2 separate regions of the Ovis aries genome follow, and region 2 is linked to region 1. A link is a contact called in public Hi-C data. All regions are on one chromosome and are shown on one strand. Each heading gives the region's core, a stretch centred on a gene start, on an enhancer-like site or on the middle of the called end of the contact. The rest is flanking DNA. Distances are from core to core; before and after follow the strand shown. Region 1 overlaps DDAH1 (dimethylarginine dimethylaminohydrolase 1). Region 2 overlaps LOC132657978 (a long non-coding RNA gene).

Region 1 (2,700 bases), core at 67-2,566:
AATAAAGGCCTTGCTAGTAACAACCACATTTCTGACACATCTTTGGCTTTGAGGTTAGAGCAGAGAGCTAGTGGTTAACCAGTGCTGCTCGCTTTATGGGTTTCGCTGTGGGCATGGGTGTGGTCTCAGTGACATGCATGCCTTGGGGTTCCATGTATGAAAAGCCTGAACTCACGAGCTAAATGCATTATCTATCCCAGGCAGAGGGGGTTGGGGGAGGGGGCTGGGGCTGGGGCTGGAGGGCCGGGGAAAACAGAGGCAGAAACTGAACCTTCTCTGCTTTTCCTTGATTCCTCCTACAGGTTTATGAAAAGCTGAAGGACCATATGCTGATCCCCGTGAGCAATTCTGAACTGGAAAAGGTGGACGGGCTGCTGACCTGCTGCTCGGTTTTAATTAACAAGAAAGCAGACTCCTGAGTCACAGTCCCTCCCTTGTATCCGGCAGTACTGCACTCCTAAGGCCGGTAACTGTACCCACTCCTGTCGTTTTCATTGACAATCTCCTGTGCCACTGTGCCACTAACCCTGGTTTACAATTCTAAGTTTCATTCCTTCCTTCTGCACCTCGCCCACCCCCTCCCCTCACAGTGGTACCTAAACTGTGGATTTGCTCAACGAGTTAAGCAATCTAGAAAATATAGAGCTAATGAATTATTGAAACGTGATTAATACTAGTAAGGAAACACTTGTTTTAGTGTTTGTATTATCTGTGTGAAAATCATTTAGTTGCCAATATATGCCGACGAATGTCTTCTTGATCAGTCAGATAAACTGGGTTTTCTTTCTGTTTGTCATGAATCATCTCTGGCTCCTGTGAAATTCCCTGTCCAGGGATCCTCTCCTCTTCTCTCTTTTTTCTTCTTTTCCTACTTCGCTGTCACCTTGACCTTAGAATCTGGGGTCCCGCCTTCGCCACGCCTTCCTGCAAGCGGACTTTGTCTCTCATTAGTCTTCTCTGCCTCACGGCTGCATCTTCTGCCGTCACACCACTGACCCCCAGAAGGGTCCACCTTAGCAGAAGTGTGACGAAAATCAGAGCAGCTGTTGAGGGGAGACTTAACTACCCAGAGGCAATTCCCAATGGAGTTTGCCCCAGAGATCTAAATTCCAGAAGAAGTAGGGCACCACACCTAGGAAGGTGAATTCAGCATCAGATGGTTGCTAGGGGACTGCAGATCAAGAAGCTTGGAAACACTCCATGGGTACAACACTTCAGGAAGACTTTAAGTCACATTCCATGAATTTTTGCTTCATTACTGGCCATTTACAGACCTTGAGGAATAGACTGAATTTTTTTCGTTTGACTCATTTTCATTCCCCCCCGGGTTGAAACTCACCCTGCGTCCACGCTTCTGCCCCTGCACTCTTCCTAATCTACAGAGTTATTCCTTTCAAAAGAGTCATTACATTTAACAATGACTGTAGATGGGCTGGTGCAAGCCATTTGGAGCATGTTCAGGAAATGATAGGCTTGGTGCTTGAAACCAACTGCAGACAATGGACAATTCTACGTTGACATATCCAACATTTACCGTGGAGTTCAATGGAAATTTATTTCCTGTCTAGCCTTCCCGTTACACAAGCTTAAACTGACACAAATCTCTTAACAAATAACAATGCTGCAGCAGAGGGAGAGAGAGTTGTCTTTTACTTAAAACCTGAAAGAATCAGCCTTTTAGCAACCCCGGGGAAATGGTACTTTCCAAGGAATGGTGACTGATCCAGGCATGTTATCAAACTTCCCAGTCATCTCCACCTTTCCTATATTGCCTTTGGCTTCTTAAGATTCGGGGAGTTTAAGAAATGCTACTTCAAGTCTTGCTCTGCTCACCTACAGGTTTGTAATCAGACATTCTTTATGTTTGGTGACCAAGAGAGAATACCTTCATTTATTCTCTCTCCCCCTAAGCAAATGGAAGTAAGAAACCTCTGAGCATACAAGACATCCTTAACCACTATGTTTTTTATTTGATGATTTTACGTCAGACTTTGAAGAAATTCCTTCTCCTCCTTCTTTTTCTTTTTGCTTAAATTTAATATTCATATCATACAAATATCTAATTTCATGCATCCTATGACTAAAACATATCTTGATCACTGTCATATTTCCAACTGTCTCATCATGGGTGAACAATATATTTTTGCCACAGAGAGAATGAATGTCATCCACATGCCAAGTTAATAAATAAAACTGTCCTCAGCAGTTATAGCTGCCCTTTTGGGTTAAATCTGTCCCTATGCTGGCAAAAACAGAAATCCTCCCCAGGAGAGTTCAACATCTCAAAAACAGCCACGGGAAAATGAATGCAATGAGCCACTTCAGGCGTACTAGTAAAGCTAACTGGCTTATGATTTTCAATATCTTTATTTCTATCATTCCAAATTAAAGAACTGTTCTCTGTTATGTTTAGTAAATTGAAAGTGGATCAATTTTTCTTTTGAACAGTTTGTTCTAACAGAAGGCTGTTTTCACTTTTCTTTTTCTTTGCATCTTTCCATCTTTCATTCTCTTTGTCTCAAGAAATCACTTAGAATCTATGTGCCTCTTCTACAGAATCTTATTCTGCACTGTTCCATCACCTACAAGACTGGCTTCTTTGGACCCTCTCTGTGATATGATGATGTGAAAACCTAAAATACTTGCAGAATACTGATATTCTTTCTTTTGTGTACTCATCAGCATAATAGTATCTTTGAA
Region 2 (2,700 bases), core at 62-2,561, 190 kb before region 1:
ATGGTGTAACCAGGAATTTAGGATAGAAAGGTTTCTAAGTTGTAGAATATTTTTAAATGGTATTTAACCTGCCAGACAAGACTATCAAGAGATGTTAGGTTGGGTACCATAGGGTCCCCTTCTTCAAAGGAATTCCACTCATTGTCAGAACTCTCACTGAGGTAATTAACATTTTCTTCTTCCTCACTTTTTGATTCTGATAAAGAGTCAGAAGAGGGACTTCTAGGAACCATTAGAAGAGACCAACAGGATAGGGAAAAAAAGATACTAGAAAAAGGTGGCAATCCAAGCCAGTAAAACCCTAACACTGGCAAATAGAAGCAAAAGAGGAGAAATCCTTTTAATAAGTTCATTTGGCTGTTTCTCAGTCTGTTTCACACACAGAGTGTGCCCCTGACTCACACCAGTGTGCTATTCTACAAGATAATGTTCTTCACTTACGAAGAAGACAGCTTAGTTCCTCAGGACCAGTTCAACGTGTAAAATTAGTCACTGACCAGTGGCACAGGTCAGAGTCTCTCCTTCAAGTCGTGGCTACCCAAGAAGAGAAGGGGCCTCATCTAGGCAAGCTGACTTTCTTACCGTGGTCTCAGTTGGTCATGATATTGTGAAGAGACACTTTATGCGCTCTTTTTTTTTTTTTTTAACAGGAATAGTATCTCTATTTGGTAATGAAAAGAAACAGCCTTCTTTGTCTGCTGGTGCAGCAACTTTTGTGCAGTGGGGTGGTGGGATGGGTTGTGAAAGATCTGTCTGGTGTGCACAGATCTGACATTTTCCATAGGTGGTGCAAATGCCCCTGGAAACTAGTGACTTAGTTGTTGGACTGTCTAGAAAGGCAGCCGTAACCCATGGATGATCCTTACCTCATCCCTAGCCACAAGACCCTACTAGGCCTAATGCCACCAGCTCTGTTTCCCGTAGTCTTAATTTTTTTTGTATATAAAACTGAGACTGCCTTAAGTTTGCAACTGACATATTTAGATTAAAATTGCATTCAACAACATTCATATTAATATACAAACTTCCAAATCATCCAAATGTTTGCAGTCACTATGTAGCTCCATTAAAATGTATGTTTACATTATACTTTAAATCTGTATTTCCTTGGGAAATTCTCATATTTTATGAGAATAGAAAGCTTGCCTAAGGCTTCTTTTATAATGGAAATGGAAACATTGCTAACATCTGAATCATGTTTAGTGTAAAAAAGAAAATTGGGACCATCTGAACACTCAGAATCCTTTCGTAGCATAGAATGCTGGAGTATTGGTGTAAAAAGAACCACTTTTTAAAAAAATATTCAAAGTGTTACTAAGCACCAAAGTCCTTTGTCTTTGGAAATACTGTGGCTTCCTAGGTCACTGGCTGTGTGTCATATACCAATAAAGGGCACAATTCATCAGCTGTGGGCATTCTTTGCATTCTTAGTGTTGTTCATTGCGGTTTCTTTACCTCAGGGACTGGCTGACACCTTTCACTAAAATAAGCCCTTGAGTTTATGATTCTTGTGCAGCAGGTTATTGGGTTGGTGGCTGGCCTTCCAGCTGTCCACTGGCCTGAGCTCATGGGAAAGCAGCCACAGTTGTCAGTGTCACAGAGCTGTTCTCTTATGTTAAATCCTAAAACTGGTGATATCCAAAAAAATTTCTGGTATAAGAATCATTTTTTCTTCTATTTTGAATTAATGAAGCAGAAGTACAAGCTGTGAGCAATGTCTATAAATAGCCTTGGTTCTTCTATGAAGAATGTCTTCAGTGTTAGTACCTGCAAGAAGATAGTGTGTCATATTAGTTTTATAATATTAGTGTTAGTACAGAATGATGGCAGGAAGACAAATCAGGTTGTTTTCCCATCCCTATGAAGACTTGAAGTATTAGGTTAAATCACATGCAGTTGCTATTTGTGTAGAAAATTTTACATGGCTCCAGGAGACAAGAGGGGCTTCCCTGGTGGCTCTGATAGTAAAGAATCTGCCAGCAATGCAGGAGACCCAGGTTCCATCCCTGGGTTGGGAAGATCCCCTGGAGAAGGGAACGGCAACCCACTCCAGCATTACTGCCTGGAGAATCCTATGAACAGAGGCTATAGTACGTGGAGTTGCAGATTTGGACACAACTAAAAAGGCTCTTGATGAAAGTGAAAGAGGAGAGTGAAAAAATTGGCTTAAAGCTCAACATTCAGAAAACGAAGATCATGGCATCTGGTCCCATCACTTCATAGGAAATAGATGGGGAAACAGTGGAAACAGTGTCAGACTTTATTTTTGGGGGCTCCAAAATCACTGCAGATGGTGACTGCAGCCATTAAATTAAAAGACGCTTACTCCTTGGAAGAAAAGTTATGACCAACCTAGATAGTATATTCAAGAGCAGAGACATTACTTTGCCGACTAAGGTCCGTCTAGTCAAGGCTATGGTTTTCCCAGTGGTCATGTATGGATGTGAGAGTTGGACTGTGAAGAAGGCTGAGTGCCGAAGAATTGATGCTTTTGAACTGTGGTGTTGGAGAAGACTCTTGAGAGTCCCTTGGACTGCAAGGAGATCCAACCAGTCCGTTCTGAAGGAGATCAGCCCTGGGATTTCTTTGGAAGGAATGATGCTAAAGCTGAAGCTCCAGTACTTTGGCCACCTCATGGGAAGAGTTGACTCATTGGAAAAGACTCTGATGCTGGGAGGGATTGGGGGCAGGAGGAGAAGG

Evidence for each region. A called contact is a pair of places that touch in the nucleus more often than the background predicts.
Region 2: a contact with region 1 is called in a Hi-C map of skin fibroblasts, with 3 times the contacts expected there. The contact joins two enhancer-like sites. A contact is called at or near these places in 2 of 16 Hi-C or Micro-C datasets (skin fibroblasts and tail adipose tissue).

Annotation. Positions count from the first base shown.
Region 1 is chr1:62,358,102-62,360,801 of ARS-UI_Ramb_v3.0, reverse strand. It overlaps DDAH1 (dimethylarginine dimethylaminohydrolase 1), which reads left to right. Exons shown (of 6, transcript XM_004002150.5): 6 at 303-2,700. The coding sequence ends at 419. Among named protein-coding and RNA genes, the nearest start is that of TRNAG-CCC, 33 kb to the left of the region's middle. Within about 2 kb of position 1,316, at least 5 of the 54 cell types and tissues checked have an H3K27ac peak or open chromatin away from gene starts, as enhancers often do.
Region 2 is chr1:62,552,717-62,555,416 of ARS-UI_Ramb_v3.0, reverse strand. The region is part of intron 2 of LOC132657978 (a long non-coding RNA gene); the gene reads left to right. It also overlaps the pseudogene LOC114116410. Among named protein-coding and RNA genes, the nearest start is that of DDAH1, 49 kb to the right of the region's middle. Within about 2 kb of position 1,311, at least 2 of the 54 cell types and tissues checked have an H3K27ac peak or open chromatin away from gene starts, as enhancers often do.